Regions from separate parts of the Pan troglodytes genome. Here regions 1 and 3 are each linked to region 2. A link is a contact called in public HiChIP or PLAC-seq data. All regions are on one chromosome and are shown on one strand. Each heading gives the region's core, a stretch centred on a gene start, on an enhancer-like site or on the middle of the called end of the contact. The rest is flanking DNA. Distances are from core to core; before and after follow the strand shown. Region 1 holds the start of C22H22orf39 (chromosome 22 C22orf39 homolog). Region 2 holds the start of SLC25A1 (solute carrier family 25 member 1). Region 3 holds the start of UFD1 (ubiquitin recognition factor in ER associated degradation 1).

Region 1 (3,915 bases), core at 608-3,107, 270 kb before region 2:
GCAGGTGCTCCGTGTTCCATCTCACCATTAGAAAAGTGTCCCTCTGGGGCTTCTCCTGGAGAAAGTAGGAAGAAACAAGGCTGCCTGATCCCTAGGTGGCAATGGCTAAGCCCAGCAGGGTCCCCCATGAGCCAGGGCTAACCCTGCTTCCAGGCATGGGGGTCCTGCCCTGGTCAGGGCCCCTCCAACACTCCAGAGAGGAGAATGGTGGCCCCAGGGTCTATCCACGTCTTCAGTGAAGAGTGTCTATGAGTGTCATGATGTTCAGTATTTGGCCTGTGGCACAAACCATCATCACTGGAAATGGGCGTGGTTTTGGAAGGCATGAGCACTGTGGGGACTTACCTGAGCCTCCACTGACAAAGTCTCAGTTTTACTAGCAGAGGGAGAAACCCTTGGTGGGTAGACAGCCTTCATTTGCAGGATCACATCAGCTAACAGATTGTCACTTTATGCATAATGAAGAATGTTACAGTACCTCTGGCTCTGGGTTTTTGTCTTCACTAAGCAACACCTGCTGTGTATGCAGTGAAACGCCTGGTCCTTTGCTGGAGGCACACTCCCCTGCCTGGGCCAGGATGGATTCCATTGCAGAGCCTTTTAATGACACAGTGGGGCCAGTTGGAGCACTGATCCTGGTCATTACTCCTGCACCCTGGCCTGCAGCCTTCCTCTCAGTGTCTTATTTGGGCTTGGTCCTTGAGCTGGCTGCCTCAACAGCAGGACCCCTGGTAAAACTGCAGCTTTCTGATCCACCTCCAGGGAGTCTGTCCCAGTGTCATTCCTGGGACTGGCCCAGCAGTCCCAGGATTTGTATCAGTGGATACTGAGGATTTGTTATCAGTGAAGTGGGAGAACCGCAGCATAGGTACTGCAGGGCGTTTCTGCAAGCCCACCAGCCTCCTCGTTACTTGCCTTGTTGCCTCTTGTGCATTGCTCCTTTTTATAAACGTCCCAGCCAGGCACTGGCGCTCCGCCTATAATCCTAGCACTTTGGGAGGCCAAAGTGAGAGGGTCGCTTGAGGCCAAACTAGCCTGGGTAACTTAGCAAGACCCCATCTTTACAAAAAAAAAAAAAAAAAAAAATTAAAAATTAGCCTGGTGAGGCTGTGCATGCTTTTGGTCCCAGCTGTTCGGAGTCCAGGAGTTTGAGGTTGCAGTAAGCCATGAACACGCCACGCCACTGCACTAAGCCTGGGTGACACAGCAAGACCCTGTCTCGAAAAACGAACAAGGTAAATGTTACATGTCTCCCGCACCCTTAGAATAGAACTACAGACATCCAAGCCACTCCTACCCCGCTCACCCCTGCTACACACCGCCTCCATACCTTTGACCGGCCTATGGCTGTACTCGGATTGCATTCTCAGCCTCCACTTCAAGCCTGCGTTCCCTGGGGAGGTCATTCAACCCTAGATCCACCATATGTCATGCCCAACCAATCTCAGTTACTTTGCGAGTTCACCTCCATCCTGAGTGGACGCTCAAGCAAGACTGCTGGAGCTGCAGATCTGGGAGGTTCGCTGCACCACCTTGATGCTCAGTATGTACTTTTGAAAATATACCGGATTGTTGAGATTTGAGAAAATCTCATAAAGCTGCTGAAAAGAACTGGCCAGAGCCGTGTGATTTGAGAGGCGGCTGACGTAAGGTAGCTGCGCGGCCCAGGATGCCCGCCTGGCCCGGAGTGAATGGCGCTGTCGTCGCGGTGGTCGCGTAGGCTCCGCGCCAGGCCTCGCCCCGGATTTACCCTGCGACCCCGGCCCTCCGCGCGCGCCGCAGCCGCCCTCGGTTGCTATTGGTTGCTCGTCCTGTTTGTCGGCGCTTCTCGAAGAAGGGGGCGAAGACGTAATTGAATGTGTCGGTGCTCATTAGTTCTTCTGTCAGTCGATCACGAGGTGCCGTTTTCTTCATTCTTCATTGGCTGGCGGACTGAGGGGCGGGCTTGGCGCGCCGGTCGCCCAGACATGGCGGACGGCAGCAGCTGGCAGGTGAGTGTGCTGGATCGGAGCCGGGAACCACCGGGGTCTTCCGGAGGGAGGGAACGGGACTGGCTCGGGGCGTAGGGCGCGGCCGCCGGGCCCCGCTCAGGCGCCGCCTCTCGCCGCAGCCGCCGCGCCCCTGCGAGGCCTACCGCGCCGAGTGGAAGCTCTGCCGCAGCGCCAGGCACTTCCTACACCACTACTACGTCCACGGCGAGCGGCCGGCCTGCGAACAGTGGCAGCGCGACCTGGCCAGCTGCCGCGACTGGGAGGAGCGCCGGAGCGCCGAGGCCCAGGTGCGCCGGGAGGGAGCGGGGCGGCGCTTCGGAGCGCCTTGCAGGGCCCAGCTTTCCCCACCCCTCCACGCCCCATGCCCCGCGACCTAGCCGGGGACTGACGGGGTCCCTATCCTCCTCACGCTTCCTTTCTTTTGAGAGATTGTGTAAATTAGCATATCAACAGGACTTTCAGAGGGCGTGAAAGACAAAGGAGGAGACCAGCGAGGAGGGTGTAGAGTGGTTTAGAGAGGGAAGAGGGCAGCCGTCCGGTGTTAGGGTCATCAGCTGGCCTACGCAGGAGGTGATGTTGCTGAGTCCTGAGTGACCAGGAGCCAGCCTTCATCCAGCCCCGGTAGACACCGCTGAGAAACAGATAAGGCCTGGGTTCCTGAAGCAGAGGGTAGGTGGATGGTTGGAGAGCGGTATACCAGGGACCTGGCGGGCCTTGATACGGAGTTTAGAGTTTAGTCTAAAGTGTGCTGGGAGGCATAATTCGATTTATATCTTTAAAAGATCAGTCTGTTAGCAAAGTGTGGTGGCGTGCACCTGTGGTCCCAGCTACTTGGGAGGGTGAGGCGGGAGGATCGCCTAAGCCCAGGAGTTCAAAGCTGCAGTGAGCTATGGTCACACCACTGCACACCAGCCTGGATAACAGAGGGAGACCTGTCTCAGGGGGAAAAAAAAGAGAGAGGGTAAAAAAAGTTCAATCTGTTTGCTAGGGTGTAGAGAATATATTACAGGAGCAGAGAGACCGGTAAGGAGGTGGTCCTAGTTGTTTTTTCGTCCAGCAAATATGTACCACATTGGGTGCTCTTGGGGATGCACGAGTGATAAGAAGAGTCTCTGCCCTCCTGGCACCCACACTGTAGTGTAGAATACAGTGCTACGGTGGACCCCTTGTGGGAGAGGAGATGGAGAGAAGCCAGCCGAAAGGTGCGAGGCTCATGGGGAGTGCCAAGGAATGAGAATCAATGGGACTGATCAACACTTCAACATTATTAAGTGTATACAGTGATCTGAAAGAGATGAACTGATGTGGAAACCAGACTGCTGTATAAAAGAAAATGATGACTATTCCATAATATGTGAAAGTCAAAAAAAGTAAGAAAGCTGACAGCTTATATAGCAAGAGATTGATAACTTTAATGTATATATATGTGCGTGTGTGTGTATAAAGAGCTGTTATATATATATCAATAAGAAATATAGGGATTATTTCAGAATGGAAAAATGGCCAAAGGACACAAAGAAGCAATTCATTAAAAAAGAAAGCCAGCTGGGCATGGTGGTGGGCACCTGTAATCTCGGCACTTTGGGAGGCCGAGGCAAGGGGATCGCTTGAGCCCAGGAGCTTGAGACCAGCCATGGGCAACATGGTGAGACTCCATCTTTATAAAAATAATAAAAAAGGAGAAAAGCCTGGGCATGGTGGCTCATGCCTGTAATCCTAGCACTTTGGGAGGCCGAGGTGGGCAGATCACCTGAGGTCAGGAGTTTGAGACCAGCCTGGCAACATGGCAAAACCCCATCTCTACTAAAAATACGAAAATTAGCCACGCATAGTGGCAAACACCTGTAATCTCAGCTACTCGGGAGGCTGAGATAGGAGAATTGCTTGAACCTGGGAGGCGGAGGTTGCAATGAGCCGAGATCGT
Region 2 (3,847 bases), core at 238-2,737:
CGAGCAGACTGGAGAGGCTGTGGGGTGCTTGGACACTGCGGGGCAAACACAGGCCTGAGGGTGTGGTGTGAGTGTGCAGCACGCCGGCGGGTCTCCAGCGTCCGGCTGAGTGTGTCCTTCCACCATTAATGTCATTCTGGTTTTTTTAGATTTTGATGGGCATGAATGAGACCCAGCTGATTGCACTAAGTAAGTGTCCCATTTGGAGACTAGCTTATCCTCTAGCCAGGCCAGGTTCTCTGGCTGACCCCACGCTCCTTGCCTCTGGATGCCTGCTCTCTTGGGGCCTCAGCGTCTGGGTGGTAAGGGCTGGTCCTATAGACCCTGCTCCCTGGGCCCCGGGCTACTCAGGGGCAGCCAGGAGAGGACCCCCATGGGCAGGAAGAGCTCTGCTCATTGTGGGCTTCCCCCTCTGCAGGCCCTGCCGTGGGCCCAGCCCCTGCCAGCTTCCCCTATGGATATGCCTCTGCTCCCAACTTCGCCAGCCTCCAATGTACAACTTCCGCGTATAGTGGGCGTTGTCACCACCCACCCTACCTGCAGAGTTACTAACTTCTCCAAGGAGCGTGTCACTCCAGCAGCACAGGGGACGCAATGGGAGGCAGGGACACCTGGACAATATTTATTTTTGCTGAAACCCAATGACGGCAACCTCTGAGCCATCCCAGAGCCTGGGGAGGCCAGGGTAGAGGCTGACGGCGCAAGACCAGCTTTAGCCGACAACAGAGACTGGACTGTGGGCCCTCCTGCTGGAGCCAGGCCTTCCTCCTGGGCGCCTCCGACTGGCTGGAGCTGCCCCCTCCAGGCCAGTTTGAAGACTACATGAACACGTCTTGTTTGGAGGTACCGGACCTCATAAAAGGACTCTCAGCCTCTTGGCAATCATAAATATTAAAGTCGGTTTATCCAGGCAAAGGTGCTCTGCTTGGTGCTGGTATGGGTAGGAGGGACGGGCCAGTTTCCTAGGCCCCGCAGTCCATTAAAGATTTGCTGGGTCCTCTTTGGGGTGTGGGACCTCCGTTGCCCAGACAAGCTGCCTAGGAGAATACAGCCGCTTGCATTTGTGGCCTTTCCTGACCTTGTTCGCTGAGCGCAGAAACTACATCCGGGAAAGGTGTGGGTGGGAACCGGCAGGTGAGGCCCGGCCCGTGGTTGCTGCGGGAGGGGGGCCCGGCGGCGTAGCCCCTTCTCACCGGCCTCCCGCCTCCCGCCTCCAGGTTCGAAACGTTAGAGTTCCTCTGGGACTGGGCTAGCCCCACGTCTTTTCGGGGAGGGTGTGCCCCTGGCCTCCGGGATCCCTGGGGATCCCGCCGCTCTCGGCAGTCGCGCAGACCCGAGGCCCGCTATCCCGCGGCGCGGCACACTGTGCACCTTGACCCACTGCTCGGAGCTGGGCCACGGCTCCGCCTCCCGCAGCCCCGCCCCCGTCCCGCCGCTCGCGGTCGCCGAGGGACTCGGCCTCGGCCATTGGCTGCGCTTTGGCCCCGCCCGTACGCCTGCCTTGGCGCGCCCCGCCCAGGCCTCAGTTTCCCGGCCCGCACGGGGCGGGCTGGGGGCGGGGCCTGGCTCGGACCACGCGGGGCGGGACCTGGAGCTGACGCGGCCGCCCCGCCCCTGGGACCATAACCGGCCGCCGCCGCCACCGCGGACCGAGCGCGGAGTTCAGGAGTCTCGGACCCGAAGCCGCCACAGGGCGCCCCGCCTCCCGCCCGCCATGCCCGCGCCCCGCGCCCCGCGCGCTCTGGCGGCCGCCGCGCCCGCGTCCGGGAAGGCCAAGCTGACGCACCCGGGGAAGGCGATCCTGGCAGGTGGGCCCCTCCGGGACGCGGACCCCTCTCCCGCCGCGCTTCTGGGTGGGCCCGGGACGCTGAGGCCCCGCCCCACTTCCGGGTTGGGCCGTGGGTTGGGGAGTCGTGGAGGCGCGGTCCTGGTCCCCACCTGGCGCGCTGGGACTCGCCCGCCTCCCGTCTGTCACCCCCTGCGCCTCGCCGGGACAACGAGGTGAGGGCATGGGGGCGTGGGGCCCCAGCCTATGTTCTCCGCGGCACTGGCGCGGCGGCCGCGCCGACCAAAGTCCGGGACGGGGGAGGGGCCCGAGCGCCAGCGGCCGGGCGGGGGTCTCAGGAGCGGGTTCCCGGTCCCTGCAGGCGGCCTGGCGGGTGGCATCGAGATCTGCATCACTTTCCCCACCGAGTACGTGAAGACGCAGCTGCAGCTGGACGAGCGCTCGCACCCGCCGCGGTACCGGGGCATCGGTGAGGAGGGGGAGGCCGCGGCGCCGCGGGGGGGCGGGTACCCAGGGCGGCGGCACCGAGGGCCGTGGGGTCCTGACCGCCCCCTCCCCCAGGGGACTGCGTGCGGCAGACGGTTCGCAGCCATGGCGTCCTGGGCCTGTACCGCGGCCTTAGCTCCCTGCTCTACGGCTCCATCCCCAAGGCGGCCGTCAGGTGAGGCCCGGCCGGTGGCTGCTGCGGGAGGGGGGCTCGGCCGCGGCAGCCCCTCTCACCCGCCTCCCGCCTCCAGGTTTGGAATGTTCGAGTTCCTCAGCAACCACATGCGGGATGCCCAGGGACGGCTGGACAGCACGCGTGGGCTGCTGTGCGGCCTGGGCGCTGGCGTGGCCGAGGCCGTGGTGGTCGTGTGCCCCATGGAGACCATCAAGGTGGGGAAGGTCCTGGCGAGGACCCCGGACACGCAGGGAGTACGGAGACGGGCGGCCCCGCTGGCCCGGTGCTCCCGGGGCAACCGGCAAGCTGGGGAGGGTCTCCTGGACGCCAGGGAAGGCCGGCGGGGTGACCGCGGGGCCCTGGGGCAGGACGCCTGCCACGAAGGGCCACCCGTGGAGGCTGAGTCTACGCTAAAGGCAGCCTTAAAGTCTTTAAAAAATACTTTTGTAAAGCAGAAAACAAAATGACACGTTCACTGCCAAAACTGGAAAAGAGCAGCAAACATAAAGGGAGAGGCTGCTCACAGGGCTGCCCTGTGTCCCAGAGCATGGTCCGTGTGGGCTGCCCTGTGTCCCGGGGCATGGTCCGTGTGGGCAGCCCAGGGCGGCCTTGGCTGCACTGCTTCCTGGGGAAGAGTTCCCAGTTCCCTCCACCCTGGATGGGCCCTGGGCCTGCCAGCTAGCCAGGACCCACCCAGGTGGCAGCCGAGAACCTGCGCCTTTGCTTCTCTCTCTCAGGTGAAGTTCATCCACGACCAGACCTCCCCAAACCCCAAGTACAGAGGATTCTTCCACGGGGTTAGGGAGATTGTGCGGGAACAAGGTGAGCCACTCGACCTTCCTGATAGGGCTCAGGGACCTGGGCCAGGGTGGGAAGGGCCTGCACCTCCCATCCTGCCTTGGGCTTTGTGCAACACCCACCCCCCACACACACCAATTCCCAACCGGGGCCTGAGAGGCTGCAGGGTAACCCCGTGCCTGCCTTCCCGCAGGGCTGAAGGGGACGTACCAGGGCCTCACAGCCACTGTCCTGAAGCAGGGCTCGAACCAGGCCATCCGCTTCTTCGTCATGACCTCCCTGCGCAACTGGTACCGAGGTGTGTCTGCACCACAGGGCCCCATCTCTGCACATGGCCAGCTCCTCTCCTCTCCTTGGGGCCACCCCTGGGTGGTGGGCACCCACCTTTTGAAGTGCTGATCCAGGCCCCTCCCGGCACCCTCTGACCACACCTCACCCCTCCTATATCCAGGGGACAACCCCAACAAGCCCATGAACCCTCTGATCACTGGGGTCTTCGGAGCTATTGCAGGCGCAGCCAGTGTCTTTGGAAACACTCCTCTGGATGTGATTAAGACCCGGATGCAGGTGGTGGGGCCGGGAAGGGGAGGGGAAGGGGGGAC
Region 3 (3,713 bases), core at 914-3,413, 300 kb before region 2:
CCGAGATCGTGCCACTGCACTCCAGCCTGGGTGACACAGCGAGACTCCGTTTCAAAAAAAATAAAAATAAATAAATAAACCAAAATAAAATAAAATAATTTTAACTAGACCATATTAAAACTGCTAGATTCCAAGCACCTTACAATCAAATTTCTGCAAAACAAGTTCAAAGTTGGGGCTATCCACATTCATTATCTTTTTTTGCTGTCAATTTTGCTTCTACAACTTGGGCGTGGTAAGTCACCAGTATATACAGCATGTTTTTCTCTTCCATATTGCCTAATGTAGCTGATACTTAAATACACACTTAATCTATCGTGGAAATAGAATGCTGTGTCAAGAAATTACAATTGAGTAAAAAGCCACGTTACTCTAAAACGCATCTTCAATACCTGTTCTTTATGCTCAAGAAATGCAGTTTCAAGTTCTTGCCACCCAGAAACTGGAACCAGCGTATATTGCACGTGGTCACACTGGAACAAGGCCTGGAGAGAGAGTGTTTTCAAAGCCTATCTTATTTAGGACATTAGCAATTTACCTTGAAAAGAAACTGAGGAAGATTAGACGGGTTGAGAGACAAAAGACACGGGATAACATTAAAGTTAGTGAAATGCTTACGGGAAAAGCTAGGTGCTAGGGATATGAGCGTTTACCATACCATTCTGTGAATTTTGCAAATTACCAAAGTAAAACATCGGGGAGAAATGCCGATTTAACTTCCAGGCCTTCTGAAAAGTTCCTGATCCAAGGGCCTGACCAAAACAACGTAAATACTATGCCCTATTCAAAACCAAACTAACGATCTTCCCTAATAGACTAGGGGCTCCCATATTCCCAGCAACACCTATGACACGACTATACCCACAGTTGTCACAGATTCCTCTCTCTCAAATCCCCCATTTGAGAGGCCACTACAGATCCAAAGTTTCCCCCAAATGCAACTGCTGTGTTCACCTATTAATATTAATAGCTTATTGCAAAAATACAAACTAGTCTCTTTACCTTTTACTTAATCCTTTATCCCACCCCACACCGTTGGGACAGGGAGGCAACCTCTCCTCCGAGTCTCTCTCCTCTCACTTGCTGCTCACCTCCTGCCCTGCTCCCTCTCCCACCCTAAGCCCTCAGCACCCATCCTGACACTCTGCCCGCCCTGCGCCCCCACGCAGCACCCTCACCTCTCGCGCCGGCCCCGCCCTCCTAGGGTCCGCAGAACTCACCTGAAGGATCTTGCACGCACACAGAGCATCCACGTCCGAGGCCACGAAGAGAAGGACCCTCTATCGGGGAAGAGCAGACCGGCTGAACGCGGCGACCCGAACCCCGGCCCTCCCCTGCCTCCCGGTCACCCACGGTCGCTCCCCCTCATCCCTTCCCCACCGGCAAGGCCTCGGCGGGGGTCCCGGACTGGGCGTCACCTGGCTCTGGACCACCTCGTAGAACTCTTTGCGGAAATCGGACACGAACATAGCCACGGCGGCCGGACGCCTGGCGCTCGCGCTGAGGTACCAAGAGCCCGGCGGCGGTCAAGACTCCCGCCAAATCACGGCTCCTCCGATTGGTCCAGGGATCACCAACCAATAGCTTCTTAGTTCCCAGCCTTCCTTTCTTTCTGATTGGGCCACATTGGAGGCGGCCATTAGCGCTCTGCCATTCACGGCCAGAAAACTCCAGCCCGCCCCCAAAGAAGCGTCACCTCTGAGGCCGAACGCAAACACTGTTGCCCCCTTCAACTCTGACTCGCTTTTACCCAGAAACGCGACGCTGGGCGGACATCTTTACTTTGGGAAGAGAAGCCTACTGCCTCCCACTGGGAACCCTCAGGGAAAGTATACTTCTAACCATACATTAAACTCAGTCACATACCCAATGGGGCAGCATTTACGTTTGCAATAGGTTTTTGGTGTGGTTTGAAGAAGGATTTGTAGCTTAGTTCCGCCCGAGTCCTCGATGGCTGAAGCAGAGGCCGTCTGGGTAGTGCATTGTGGGTAGTGTAGTCGTAAGAACAATGGGCCCTACTAAATTCGTCTGGAGGGGAATACTGTCAACACATAATTTAAAATAACTTTTAAAAGTACCTATAAAAGGGGAAATAAATCACGAAAGGGCATTTTAGTGCTTCTACTGAGGGTGTTTTAGAGCCTAGCGTCTTCGCCTGGCCTTTTCTCTTTTGCAGCCGACGCTTTGTCCCGGGCACCCCCCCTCCGGGTCTCGGGTCCGGCACTTCCGGTGAGCCTCTGGGGCGTACCGGCTTGGCGCGGCGGCAGCGGCAGCGGCGGCTGGGAGAGCGGTCGGCGGGGTTTCTTCGTTGCATTGCCTGAGAGGAGCGGAGTCTGCCAGGTGGTGTCCATCATGGTAAGCGCTGACGGGCAGCGGGCGGGGGTTGGGCCTTGGCCGGGGGCCTGAGGTAGGGCCCGGCGGGGCAGGGCGGGGCGGGACGGCGGCGGAGGTGCCGAGTCACCCGGGCCTGAGTCCGGCCTGCAGGCTCATCGGCCGCACCGGGCACAAGCAGGACCCTTGACCACTAACCGCCTGTGGTCGCGTCCGCCGGTCCTGAACGTGGCTCGCATTCCGTCTCAGCCGGACTTGCCCTCCTTGACGAAAGAAAGGAAGGTTTGTGTCCATTCACGGGTTTCCCAAGTGCTGGACGCGCAACAGGTTTCCATAAACCCAAAGTTAGTTGCAAGGTTGCTGGGGATGGGAACAGAATCAGGCGCTCCCCAGGGAGAATCCGTAGCGGGCATCCCCGCTCTTGGGGGACACCCAGCTCTTGCCCCAGCTCCGTGAGCTCCGTGCCTACGGGTTCGTGCCTTCGAATCTGTACAGCGGTGTTGTGTTCGGTAATGATAACGATGGAAGCTAATACCTGCTGGTACATTTCCTGTTACACAGCTTTTAACACCTGTACTCCCTCATCGCGGCTTATTTCTTTTAATCCCTACAATCCCTTTGGAAGCAAGGATGATGATGATTTTAAACATGAGAAAACTAACGTTTACAGAGGTACTTATTCGAGTCACAGAAGTAGGGAGTGGAGAGTTGAAGCCAAGTCTGTCTGGCTGCAAAGCACTCTATGGTATTGTCTTCCTGTCACCTGTTTATTTTAGTAAAGACAAGGAATGATTGTTAGATTTTATCCCAAGTGTGTCACTGTCAAACCCTGGCTTATTTCTATTCTTGAGTTCATCCACTCAAGAATACCTGATATGTTCCAGGCAGTGTGCTAGGTCTCGGGATTGAAAAGGAAAGTGAGAGATGGAATCGGGAGCAGCAAAGAAGGGGCAGAAGGTCGGGTTCATGGGTAAACTGCAGGCAGGTTGTTAAGTATGTTGCCCCTTTGTGCGGATTTACCTTTTATATTCAAAGAGAAGAAATGGCTTACATAGGTTGACTAGTGAGAAGCACTCAAGGGAAGCAAGCCCCTACCCTGTTCTGGCCTTGTTCACCCAGAAACGCTATTTCATGTGTTATGGTTCTGGCCAAGATTTAGTTGAACAGTTATGCTGCTTAAAAGAAGAAAGACAAAAGATTGGAAATTACTGTGTTAGAGTGCCAGGGAGTAAAGAACCATCCCAGATTTTAGGCGGGAACATGCTATGTTTGCATTTTGGGAGATGGCTAATTCAGCTTGCTAATTTTGGAGTTGCTAGTAAACTGCTTTGTCAGTAGGTGGCATTCCTTCTACTAAATATATATTTGGAATCAAGTCAAGA

The links. HiChIP or PLAC-seq counts read pairs in DNA pulled down with a chosen protein or histone mark.
Region 1: an H3K4me3 HiChIP or PLAC-seq map of stem cell-derived excitatory neurons shows a contact between it and region 2, with 5 times the contacts expected there. The contact joins the promoter of C22H22orf39 here to the promoter of SLC25A1 in region 2. A contact is called at or near these places in 1 of 7 Hi-C or Micro-C datasets (stem cell-derived neural progenitor cells) and 1 of 1 datasets of contacts at active chromatin or transcription factors (stem cell-derived excitatory neurons).
Region 3: a contact with region 2 is called in an H3K4me3 HiChIP or PLAC-seq map of stem cell-derived excitatory neurons, with 6 times the contacts expected there. The contact joins the promoter of UFD1 here to the promoter of SLC25A1 in region 2. A contact is called at or near these places in 1 of 7 Hi-C or Micro-C datasets (stem cell-derived neural progenitor cells) and 1 of 1 datasets of contacts at active chromatin or transcription factors (stem cell-derived excitatory neurons).

The regions. Positions count from the first base shown.
Region 1 is chr23:21,475,018-21,478,932 of NHGRI_mPanTro3-v2.0_pri, reverse strand. C22H22orf39 (chromosome 22 C22orf39 homolog) reads left to right here and starts at 1,857. Exons shown (of 5, transcript XR_010155985.1): 1 at 1,857-1,991; 2 at 2,111-2,278. LOC129138484 (a long non-coding RNA gene) reads right to left here and starts at 1,803. Exons shown (of 2, transcript XR_010155986.1): 1 at 1,331-1,803.
Region 2 is chr23:21,204,089-21,207,935 of NHGRI_mPanTro3-v2.0_pri, reverse strand. SLC25A1 (solute carrier family 25 member 1) reads left to right here and starts at 1,487. Exons shown (of 9, transcript XM_001165281.7): 1 at 1,487-1,808; 2 at 2,148-2,255; 3 at 2,348-2,447; 4 at 2,524-2,662; 5 at 3,185-3,269; 6 at 3,439-3,543; 7 at 3,697-3,812. The coding sequence starts at 1,715. It overlaps CLTCL1 (clathrin heavy chain like 1), which reads left to right. Exons shown (of 35, transcript XR_010155975.1): 34 at 150-189; 35 at 419-915.
Region 3 is chr23:21,507,018-21,510,730 of NHGRI_mPanTro3-v2.0_pri, reverse strand. UFD1 (ubiquitin recognition factor in ER associated degradation 1) reads left to right here and starts at 2,163. Exons shown (of 12, transcript XM_063807737.1): 1 at 2,163-2,355. It overlaps CDC45 (cell division cycle 45), which reads right to left and starts at 1,612. Exons shown (of 19, transcript XM_016939702.4): 1 at 1,419-1,612; 2 at 1,221-1,280; 3 at 393-485. The coding sequence starts at 1,469.